2 separate regions of the Mus musculus genome follow, and region 1 is linked to region 2. The links are chromatin contacts, called in public HiChIP or PLAC-seq maps. All regions are on one chromosome and are shown on one strand. The core of a region is the stretch at or near the end of the contact, and the rest is flanking DNA. Distances in the headings are between cores, read along the strand shown. Region 1 overlaps Ppp2r5e (protein phosphatase 2, regulatory subunit B', epsilon). Region 2 overlaps Gm34552 (a long non-coding RNA gene).

What was found. HiChIP or PLAC-seq counts read pairs in DNA pulled down with a chosen protein or histone mark.
Region 1: an H3K27ac HiChIP or PLAC-seq map of double positive thymocytes shows a contact between it and region 2, with 10 times the contacts expected there. The contact joins two enhancer-like sites. A contact is called at or near these places in 7 of 39 promoter capture datasets (the 3T3-L1 cell line, the C10 cell line, cranial neural crest and 4 more), 4 of 15 datasets of contacts at CTCF or cohesin (the NIH/3T3 cell line, large pre-B cells, pro-B cells and 1 more), 46 of 484 Hi-C or Micro-C datasets (B cells, the C2C12 cell line, DN3 thymocytes and 29 more) and 11 of 115 datasets of contacts at active chromatin or transcription factors (double positive thymocytes, embryonic stem cells, forebrain and 2 more).

What each region holds. Positions count from the first base shown.
Region 1 is chr12:75,447,158-75,452,827 of GRCm38.p6, reverse strand. Ppp2r5e (protein phosphatase 2, regulatory subunit B', epsilon) reads left to right here. Exons shown (of 14, transcript NM_012024.3): 14 at 1-3,365. Among named protein-coding and RNA genes, the nearest start is that of Gphb5, 33 kb to the right of the region's middle. Within about 2 kb of position 2,922, at least 74 of the 459 cell types and tissues checked have an H3K27ac peak or open chromatin away from gene starts, as enhancers often do. A contact at or near this core is called in DN3 thymocytes and double positive thymocytes, where this site is marked.
Region 2 is chr12:74,308,619-74,314,773 of GRCm38.p6, reverse strand. Gm34552 (a long non-coding RNA gene) reads left to right here. Exons shown (of 3, transcript XR_872825.2): 3 at 605-3,008. Among named protein-coding and RNA genes, the nearest start is that of Gm34552, 5.5 kb to the left of the region's middle. Within about 2 kb of position 2,458, at least 9 of the 459 cell types and tissues checked have an H3K27ac peak or open chromatin away from gene starts, as enhancers often do. A contact at or near this core is called in DN3 thymocytes and double positive thymocytes, where this site is marked.

The DNA of each region.
Region 1 (5,670 bases), core at 1,673-4,172, 1.1 Mb before region 2:
GACCGCGCATCCACTTGGGAACCGAGTTGAGCAAACAGCATGAACTGTTTGCAGTTGATGCCTTACTTCCTAATGTGTACTTACAAAGTATTTCAGCAGAAGAGGATGCAGGGTGCAGCCTCTGGGAGGAACATCCTCCTTCTCTAGCTCACCACAGCGCCAGCCCTGTTTTTAGCCAGAAAGGATTCAGGATCAACATTATGCGTTCTGAATTGGATGCATATTCCTAACTACTGTATTTGTTACCAAAAGTGGTTCTACAAATGCTACTGAAAAAAATCTGGAAATTCCTAATGTCCTGAGTATTAATAATAAAGTTTAAAAAATGCTTTTATATCAAAGGTGCATCGTGACCAAATTGTTTAAGTTAAAAACAAAACAAAACCAAACCAACCCGAGGGCTGTGCTCTAGCTGGGCTTACTGTCTCTGTACTGGGTCCCCCTGGGTAGGTAAGTTGCTGATGTACAGGTGTGCAGTATGTATTCACCCGATGTGTTGCATCGCTGTGTATTGGCAAGTGTGTGTTGTGGGGTTTGTTTCCAGGAAGCTTTTTCTTGTTAGAGACAGGACAGTGGTGAGCCCATAACCCCGAGCCATCACATCCAGCAGTGTTCATGGCATAGAGCCGACTCTGTGTTCATATGTTGAGTTGTGATTATAGCTAACATGAACACACATGAGCTATTGTTGCTCTTAGTAGAAATACAGTATAAATATGGGCTTGTATATTTTCTTCCTTCCTTTTAAATGTAAAGTAGAATATATAGAGCTTTGTTGTTTCCAAGGAAAAGGAGGGGAAAAGCCACTGACCTATTTCACTTATGAAGTATTTCCAGATTGTCAGTCACAATGTGTACATAAATGTAAGCTAATTATGGATATTTTCATTTAGGTACCTTTGTTCTCTTGTTTTTTAAAGGTATGCGTACCACCAAGTCCAAGATGGTTCAGTGGAATAAATAGGACTCTTAAAGAGCGTTAAGGAGGGTTCCATCTGAGGACCTGGAAAGTGTGAGCAGAGCTGCATGTTCACATATTGATGCTAAGAAGCAAACCATAGCACATCTCCCTTAGCTGTCTTAGCCGTTTCCATCTTCATTACACATATCTTTGATAGTGTAGACCTTGCTTGCTGTGGTCCCTCTGGGGATGACATGTGCTCATTTGACATGAGGAAGGTCAGGACCTCTTTCTGCACCGTGTCCTGTCCTCAGAGCTAAGGGTCAGTGTTGTCTGTTGGTCATTCCCAACTGAGAGGAATGAAGCTAAGCTTTAGACTATTTAAAGATGTGATGAGAGCTGAATGTCAGAACTCACAGGGCAATCTCTGAGAAGAAACACTCATTTCCCTTTTAACCAAAAGTGACAATGTGACCTCTGTCATGTTGTGTGTGGTGAGGAGAAGCTAGCCCAGGTGACTTGATTGTTGCACTATGTGACATATTTAAGGACATACTTGCTGCATTTGCAGCAGCCCCCCTGTCTGACCTCCCTGGGCAATCCTGCTGTCACTCAATGTGAGTTAACTGTGACAAACTCAGCTCTGTGTTATATTTTGTTTGCTTCATAGTTTCCAGAACTATATATAAATATATTTTTTCAATAGCAAATATTGTAGTTAGTGAGTGGTGACCACTTCAACCTTATCCCTACCATATTGGTTTCAGGGATGGGACTAAGAATGTCCTTGGAATAAAAAAATTAAAATATAACCCTGTGATTTAGAATGATGCCGAGGTTGCAGGTTGCAGCCTGCAGCAGCTGTGTGAGCGAAGTGACCGTCTCCTCTGGATCAAGCGTCCACTCCTCATTGTGCCCAGGCCCCAGTGCTCCTTCATCACTGTTTAGTTATTGTCCGCTGTGGTTTTGATTATATTTTGCTCTTCCTGACATTGACTGTTTTTTTTTAATAAAAGAAAATAAAAAGTAAATGAATAACCCCTGAATGTGACTGGATGCAGGGATAAGCCCCTCCCTCCTCCTTGGGCTCTTTCCCTAAGTGGCAGGATCGCGCTGGCTCTGTATCTCCCGTGCGTGCGGCAGTCCAAGGTGCAGACCTAGGGAGCACTTGTCATCACACCTCCTATACTGAACACATAACCCTAGGCTCAATCACTTTATGGAAAGGGAAATAAAGTAGACTTTATTTTAGGGATGGAGCCGGGGAGTGGTGTGTGGATGGGAGGCTGGTATCAACATCACTAAGTATTCCGAAGGTCTTCTTGCTTTGTTTTTCCATTTTAATTGATACACTGACCTGGCCCAGGAAAGGAAGAGCCGCTCTCCTTTGATGTTATTAGCCAACATTCCCACAAAGTGACGGTCACCTGTCTCAGAAAGGCAACAGGAGATATGATCCGTGACATTTTATTTGCACATGAATATTTTATTTTTGTATTCTGGCTCAGCTGCTTCTCTTCGTGGAGTTAGGGAGGAGCCATAAAGGACTTTTGTAATAAGTAATATTGGCAACGCATTTTATACTCCTCTATGTTTACTTTTGAGAACCTGAAAGAAGGGGTGTGCGTCCGAGAGGAGGGTGAGCGGAGCTTGAGCCAGCGGAATGTTCCATTTGTCTGCCGCTTGTGCACGAGAGCGGCCAGCTGTAGCGTCTCCTGGAAACCAACGCCCCGTGCTATGACGTCTGTGAGCCTAGGTTTCCTTTCCTCCCCTCCCTTCCCCCATCCTCTCCTCCATTTTCTTTCTTTCTCAACCCATCCCTTTTTTTTTTTAAATCACTTACTGTAAATAAGTTGTAATCTAAACCTCATGTATCAATGGGGAAATTTCAAATATAAATATTACCAACACGTTTTCTTGTTGTCTGGCTTTTGATTGGAGTGTAATGAGAATGGCATGCCCATCTCCTCAGGCCTGAGGGTTTCATCTCAGCTCCAGCCTCTCCTCTCCCTCATTTCATTGTTGTGGCAGGAGAGGGCAGCACACGTTCATTTTTCCCCCCGCTAGGAAGCCACAGTGTTAGCTGTGGATGAGTGTTTTTCTTAAGTTTTCAAAACATCCGTTGGTGCATAGATGTGAAAATGAAACAATATGAAAAGTTGCATATGAAAAATGACAGACTGGTTTAGCCAGGCAGGGAAGCCTTCTGATCCACTTCAAAGTAAAAAATTACCCAAGACACTTCCAGCCCCTGTTGAACCAGACTTCTTCCGTTTCAAACAGCAGGATGCAGGTGGCAGCTTACACACTTGGAAATAAGCGTTCATCTTTGAAAATAATATACTCTCTCAAAAGTGGTTACAGACTAAGCAGAGGTGCTCCCCAAAGCAATGTAATCCTCCCGTTGACAGCTATGTGAGATTCTGTACTGTGGGTGTCCCTAATAAATAAGCACTGAAGGGTGCAGGTGCCTGGCTGCTTGTCTTTATTGTCGACCCTGTGGCCTTTTGGGTCATACTAATAATGTTGAACTGAGTTTTGAGATGTGTGTGTGGGGTGAGTGTTACCAGGTTTCAGTTTTGAGAAACGTTATGTCTAGGGGTCTAGGGAGTGGCCCAGTGGCTATCACTATAACAGTGTTCCACTTATTCTGCCTCCCAGGCTGCAGCATGGGGTAGGACTGGTGAGAATATTCCGTCTGGTCCTTTAGTGTGACGAGGAATATCTAAAGGAGGAGCAGATTCACTTCAGCAGGGCTGGCGGAGTTTATGCTGCCCGTGGCCTGGAGTGCTGCCAGATGTCCCATTTCTTCCTCTCAGGACTTCCTCATTGGACCACCCTGTGGCAACTGGAAGTGAAAACTACCCATCCTTTGAGGCCTGGCTCCAGAGACTGATAGCAACTGTTTCACCACTTCCTGCTGGTCAAGCAGTCGCAGAGCCTGCTCAGAAGAGTGGGAGGTCATTTGTACTCCTCCTAAAGCTGCCATGGAGTCCTTTCTTTGCAGTATTTGCCTTCTGTGGAATTTGCTCTCATGGCGAATTGGAGCATGTCACGTTTTAGAGTCACCTGGAGCTAGGATGTTCCATGTATAGTTGGGTTATTTGTATGTAGGTTGTTGAGTGGGAATCTAGATCCATTGTTTTCCACTGTGAGCTTCCAGTTTGGTGTTTGGTTTGGTTTGGTTTTTTTGAGACAGGGTTTCTCTGTGTAACCCTGGCTGTCCTGGAACTCACTTGGTAGACTAGGCTGGCCTTGAACTCAGAAATCCGCCTGCCTCTGCCTCCCGAGTGCTGGGATTAAAGGCGTGAGCCACCACGCCCGGCGAGCTTCTAGTTTTTGTAATGGGGTTATGACAGAAGCCTTGCCTCAAGAAAGTGCCACAAAAATGTGGCTTTAGATCTCGATATCTTCTCCACTCGTCCCCCCTATAGTTTTATGATTGTATCATCGATGCCTTTTAATTTGGCATTTATTTTGAAGAATTTCAGTATGGTGGACCCTTCCTATTGCCACACAAAATTGAGGGATGTCGTGATGTTCCTAAAGTAAGTAAATGTTAGTGAGTAATGGGGAATATATGGAGTTGGTAACTTCAGAAGAATCATTACTTGGATACTACCAAGTCTTATGTTTTGAATGTGTGTACTCCCAAAACTTGTAGGAAATGGAGTCTTCAATAACATTTAGAGGTGGTGCCCATAGGTGATCAGTCTGTGAGAGTCTAACAGATGTGAGTGGAATGATTCTGTCACAGCAGGAATGAGTCAATTATGAAAGGTTAAGTCCAGGCCTGTCCTTTTTTTCTCCCTGTCTCTTACTCTGGTCTTCTACCATGAGCTGACGCAGCAAGAAGGTCTTCCCCAAATGCTAGGGCACCTACCAGCCTCCAGAACTGTGAGAGAAATTCCTCTGGACCAGTGAGACATTTAAACTTCTTTTCTTTATCCATTAATGTCTGGAGTTCTATACAGCAGCACTGACAGACTGAGATGGTCCAGAAACAGTGGATGCTGCAGTCCTTCCTCTCTGATGTCAGGTCAGGCTCTTCAGTATCTTCAAGTTGTAGAGTTCCCTAAGCAGAGCAGAATCAGACAAGGTATAGCCCTTCAGGTCTGGCCTTTTCACTTAGCATAACATTTAAATTTTCATACGTGTATGAGTTTTGCCTGAATATATGTCTGTCTATCATATGTGTGTCTGATGTCCACAGGGGTGTTGGATCTCCTAGTACTGGAGTTGCAGGTGGTTGTGTAGGTACTGGGAATTGAACATGGATGCTCTGGAAAAACAGTGTTCTTGACTACCGACCTACCTCCCCTGACCCTAGCGCAATACTTTGAAGATTATTCAGTAGCAGTAGTTGTCGTGGCGGAATAATCTTTTGTGTGGTGATAGCTTGCTTTCTTTTTATCATTAGATAAAAAGATTAGATTGTGTCCTGCCAGCCCCACTGTCTGACTTTCGGAGGAACCGTGAATGGTTTCCAGGGCAGCTTCACTAATTCCTTTTCCTCCAGCAACGAGTGATGTTCATTTCCTCTCCATCTGTGACAGTGTTGTCACTTCTGTATATGTCCATTATAGCTTAGTGGGCAGGTTGCTCATGGAAAACTTGTCTTGTTTGGGGTTTCTGTCTTGTTACCTTGAATATTACATTATGGGAACTCTGGATTTGCATATATTCTTCTGAGGAATATCGATTTATTTTCAAGCAGATATTTAACTGAGGCAGTGGTACCAACCTCAGGTCACAGCTTTAACCTTCTC
Region 2 (6,155 bases), core at 1,209-3,708:
GGCATCTTTTAATTTAGTGGGATAAATGAGACAAGCTATATGTTCTAGAATGGTCTACCCAGTTAGCTCAGCATCTGGCCCATTCTTAGCTGAATACTCGACACGATCCTCTGCCAGGAATGGTTTTGTTGGAATCCGATCCTAATGCCCAGACTTACAGACTAAACAGGCAGCTCTGAGCTGTACATTGCTAGGCTAGGCAGCTGATAATATCAAAAGTGATGTTGCACACTCTGCAATATTTAAACATTTTTTATGTATGTAGATGTTTGGCCTACATGGATGTCTCTGTACCATGTGTGTGCCTGGCACTCTTGGTGACCAAAAGAGGGCAGTGAATCCTTTTAAACTGGAATTGAATATGCTTGTGAATTGTCAGGTAAGTTCTGGAATGAGACCCAGGGACTCTGGAAGAACCAGTGCTTTTTAACTGCTGAGCTGTCTCTCCAGGTATATCCTCACAGATCCCGTTTTTTGAAAGTATGTTAGAGTTATACACAGCCAACAAACTTCATTACTTATACAAATAAGCCAAAGCTACAAGACCCTTAATTTAAGATGTATTTTCTTCCAGGAGGAGGAGGAGGAGGAGGAGGAGGAGGAGGAAGAAGAAGAAGAAGAAGAAGAAGAAGAAGAAGAAGAAGAAGAAGAAGAAGAAGAAGAAGAAGAAGAAGAAGAAGAAGAAGAAAAGACATATCACAATAACAACAACACACACAATATCTGGTCCATATTTACGAAACTTGAAACTTGAGCAGTTTGCTATTAAAAGAATAAAATGGTTTTGTAATTTAAGACAAAAGAAACGTCAGGCAGTCCAGTTCCCTGAGGTACACAGAGTTATTAAAGAAACATTTGTTCCCCCGAGTCACTTTTGAGGATGTCTGGCTATGGCCTGAAAAGCAGGAAAGGAATAATGAAGCTGAGGGTTGGTTTCACAGGGATCTTCACCTGATCTTTCTACTGGAGCTGCTTTTGTTCTTGAGCACAGGAGGAAATAAAGGACACAAACAGTTGTCTCTGCGGGAATCATGACTAAAAGTGTGAGTCCAAAGCAAGGAGGCCAATAAGGGAGCTATGTGGGAGTCTTCACGCCAGCCCTTACTGGCTTTCTGTGGGAGTCTTCACCTTTTCCCTTGCTGCCTTTCATAGCAGTGGTTTTCCTGTCTTACACACTGATTGACACAAACCCATAGCCAGTGAACCTAAACAGCCCATTGGAGGAGAAGATACCTGAGCTTTGAGACTCAGTGGAGTGAGAATCACAGGATTTCAGAGCTGGCCTTCCACTCCCTCCCCTCACACTGGTGGGTGTTTGAGTCTTTCTGTTTGCATACAAGGTTAGTCTTCTTTGCTATACCTCCATCTTGAACTCAATAACTGAAGGTATTCTGGCTTAGGCCGAACATCAAGGCAGGAGCATGGGAAGACTGGGAAGGGAGCCATACTTGCGCATGCAGGAGGGGAGGAGATGGAGCCTTTGTTCCAGACAAATGGATAGAGGAAAGTTTTTATTTCAAGCAATATTATAAGACTGACAGCAGGGCAATGGTGGCACACACCTTTAATCCCAGCACTTGGGAGGGAGAGACAGGCAAACCTCTGAGTTTGAGGAGGTCAGCTTGGTCTACTGTTAATAACTCTGTCATCATGTCTGTTGTCTGAGAGTGTTTCCTTCTACCATAACAAAATATCTGAGACTAAATAGCTTAGAAACAACAGAAGTTTATTCCTTACAGTGTCAAAGGCAGTGAAATCGAAGATAAAAACACTGGTCAATTCAGTCTCTGGTTCCAAGGTAGTGCCTTTACTGTGGAGTCTTTCCTCTTCCGAAGAAGAAGAGGATGTGTGTCTTCACATAGCAGGGGCACAGATAAAAGAATGACTGACAGCTACCCCAATGCTTTTCTTATAGTAGCATCAGTTCACAATGAGTCTTTGTGACCTAACACCTTCCATTTGGCCCCGCCTCCCGACACTGTTGCCTAGGGATCAAGGAGGGATAGCCTTCCACCACATTCCTGAATTGCCTTGCCCCAAGGGACCTCACAATTTCATCTGTCTGGGTCTCCCCTGAGCATCTGAGCTCCTAAGCTGGACCAACTGTGTCAGGAGAATGTAGAGACCCAGGTGGCCATTGGCTGACCAAGCCAATGGCTTTTCTCTCTTGTGGATAGTTCCTTTTACATTCTGAGTGAATCTGTCTTCTGTGAAGGTTCCATGTCTGGTTCAGTCACAATCGTCACAGCTCAGCCTGTTCTTTGGTTTTCACTTTCTACCATCTCCCTTCTTGGGATATTTGTTTCTCTTCAGTTTGAAAGCCACTTTCATTTGAAAGTTCCCCCACTGTCAATCTGTGTGACTCAGAAAGCTTTGGCCTCTGCTTATCCTCTCTGCCCAACTCCCCAACCTATTCAGTAACACCCAGCATTCTTCCGGCTTCTGACCTGTCTCAGAGCCACCTGGACTAGTCTCTCAGCTCAATCCGTCAGATGGTTATGAATCCAGCTGTGGCTTGCTTTGCAAAGTCCCTCCTGCCTTCCCACTTCCTGTTACACTCTCCCAGACTTGATAAGCATAATTTCTTCTATTTTACTTTGAAGCACCTGGAAATACTCTTAAGCTAAATTCGTTTCAACAATTAACTCTTGCTATTCTGCGAACAGGCTGCTTTCTTTGTTAATTCCCTCTTCTCCCACACCTAATACTATTTTTTGGCTCAAACGGATTCCCAAAAGTCCACCTCAGCCTTACCTCTGATACTTGTAGTCAGCAAGCTTACAGAGTGGCCTCCAGAGAATTAAGACCATCGATCTTCCCCATCAGATGTTGAGACGCTTCTCCATAGCCCCCATAGCCATCCGTGGAAGGATCTTGATTACAATAACAGTAGAGAGCATTAACTCACAATTCCACAGAAACGACCCCTTGCCATATTTTCCAAGGGCTCTGTAGACGTTAATCCCTCAAAGCAACTCTGTGAAATAAACACTACTAGTCTCATTTTACACACGAGGAAATGGGCTGGAATGATAAAGAAATTAGATTTTGGGGGCTGGTTAAGAGCACTGACTGCTCTTCCGAAGGTCCTGAGTTCAAATCCCAGCAACCACATGGTGGCTCACAACTATCCGTAATGAGATCTGACGCCCTCTTCAGGGTTGTCTGAAGACAGCCACAGTGTACTTACAAATAAATAAATAAATGTAAGAAAGGAGAGGAGAGGAGAGGGGAGGGGAGGGGAGGGGAGGGGAGGGGAAGAGGAAGAGGAAGAGGAAGAGGAAGAGGAGGAGGAGGAGGAGGAGGAGGGGAGGGGAGGGGAGGGGAGGGGAGGGGAGGAGAGAGAAGAGAAGAGAAGAGAAGAGAAGAGAAGAGAAGAGAAGAGAAGAGAAGAGAAGAGAAGAGAGAAAAGAGAAGAGAAGAGAAAAGAGAAGAGAAATTAAATTTCATTGGCAGTGAATGGGAAAATAGAAACTGAACCCAGGGGTGCTGGAGACAACAGCAATGAGCAACAGTGTCTTAAGGGGCAACAAAGGCACTGCAGGCTTTAGTCCTAGTGCGGAAGCCTCCTGGGTCTGCCCCACTATTCAGCACTAGTTTCTCTGGGACTCATGTTGCCAAGCTCCAGGCTGGGGTTCTAAATTCTCCTGCCTTCTCTTCCTGACTGTGGGGCTACTCTCCTGCCTGTGTTACCACCCTAAACTCTGTCCCTTTCTTCCATCCTAGTCCCATCCCCCTGCCCTTCCACCACATCTCTAGTCACTACTTCATGCTTCTTTTTGTTCCAATATTTTTTCTCCTCTGCAATCATTAACTGCATGCTATGTTATCCACATGTATGGACTTATGGACTAAAGTCCTTTGTGGAGTCTCCTTTATTAATATTATATATGTGTATATATGTGTGTGTATATACATATATGTATATATTTGATACTATTAATTGTGGGAAGCCGTTGAAGAGTGGCAGTTACAGAGTGGCAGTTACAGAGTGGCAGTTACAGAGTGGCAGTTGCAGAGTGGCAGTTGCAGAGTGGCAGTTGGCTACAGCTGGCCACCACACATACATAGCCAGTAAAGGTTCTTTTGCCAAGGTGAGGTTTTGAGAATTGACAAAAGTTAACCAATCAGATGAGAGACAAGTTAACCAATCAGATGAGAGACAAGTTAACCAATCAGATGAGAGACAAGTTAACCAATCAGATGAGAGAGAACGCCTGTCCTAGGCCTATAAAAGCAGCACCAGTTCTGGGCTCGAGGTCTTTTCGCCTCTACAATCAAGCTCTCCCAATAAACGTGTGCAGAAGGATCCTGTTGCAGCGTCGTTCTTCCTGGCCAGTCGAGCGCGCGCAAGAAGTGGTGCTGAAAACCCGGGAAAAGAAACATCTTCAGGCACGAGCGAAGACCCCCTGCTACAGGGAGGATTCAGAACTGCATCACGGGGAAGGAGCGGTTAATAAAGGTTCCCGTAAAACAGGCTGCTGAGAAGGATCCAGCGTGGATTCAGAACTCTTCAGCTGGGGAACGGTGGTAATAAATGTTCCTGTAAAACAGGCTGCTGAGAAGGATTCAACAGAGTGAATTCAGAACTCTTCAGCTGAGGAACGGCGGTACCGGTAAGTAGAAAGAAATTAATGTGAGTCTCTGAGAAGCATGCTCTCCTAAGAAATAGGATCTCGGTAAAGAGAAAAATAGGATCTCCGGCTCTGGAGACAAGAAAGTGAAAGTAAGAGAGAAAGTGAAAGTAAGAGGATAATAGGGACAGTCTATGGGTTACTTTTTTTTTCTAGCCATTGGAGTAATTTTTCTGAGTCTTTTTTGTTGTTGTGGCGACTGTGTGGAACATGAAAGACTAGGTATGGGGTCGTCACAGTCACACCCAATTTTTTCAGCGCTCGATGAGCTGCTAAGAGTGAAGGGCGCAAAACTATATCTTTTGGGTCATATTCAACCTTCTGTATCTCCATGGAATACCCAAAATTTTGTTATCAGAAAGAAATTGGGCAAATGGAGGTTGTTACAGGATCTGCAAGCTATTAATGCACAGATGCAGGTGATGGGCTCCATTCAGAGGGGTCTGTCTCTCTTATCTGCTCTGCCAGAAAAGTGGCCTCTAAAAGATTGTTTCTTTTCCATTCCATTAAATAAGAAAGATAAACCTAGATTTGCATTCACCTTGCCTTCTATTAATCATATGGAGCCTGATAAAAGGTACCAATGGCGGGTATTACCTCAAGGAATGGCAAATAGCCCTACCATATGTCAGTTATATGTAGGAAAAGCCTTGCAACCAGTTAGGGATGGTTTCCCCTCCTTAAAAATTTGTCATTATATGGATGATATTGTGATTTGTGGACCTGAAGAAGAAAGTATACAGCAAGCTTATGGCTTGCTTAATGAAACTTTAAAAAATAATGGCTTGATTATTGCACCAGAAAAAGTACAGCAGTCTGACGTTAGTCATTTTTTAGGAGCCACTATTACTTTACGATGTGTCACCCCACAAAAGATTAGTATTAGAAAAGATCATCTAAAGACACTAAATGATTTTCAAAAATTATTAGGAGATATAAATTGGATTAGACCTTATTTAAGAATCCCTACTTCGGAATTAAAACCTTTATTTCAAATTTTAGAAGGAGACTCACATATTACCTCATTGAGACAATTAACACCTGAGGCTTCTGATGTTCTTAGGAAGGTGGAAAGAGCTATCCAAAATGCACAGTTAAACCGTATAAATGAGCAAGAACCTTTGTACCTATGCATATTAAGAACCATAAATTTGCCAACTGCTGTGTTATGGCAAAATGGTCCTTTAGTATGGATATACCCACATATATCCCCTAATACGACTATAGAGCATTATCCCACCATGGTAGCAAATATGGCCCACAAAGGGATAAAAACTTCAATTACGCACTTTGGAAAAATACCTGATAGCATAGTTGTCCCTTATACTGTCGCACAAATGCAAATATTGTGTGCTACTATAGATGAATGGGCCATTCTTAGATGCAGTTATTCTGGTTTAATTGATAATCATTATCCTAAACATCCGTTATTACATTTTATGTTATTACATCCAGTAATATTTCCAAAGGTAACAGCTAATACCCCTATAAAGGGAGCCATCGATATTTATACAGATGGAT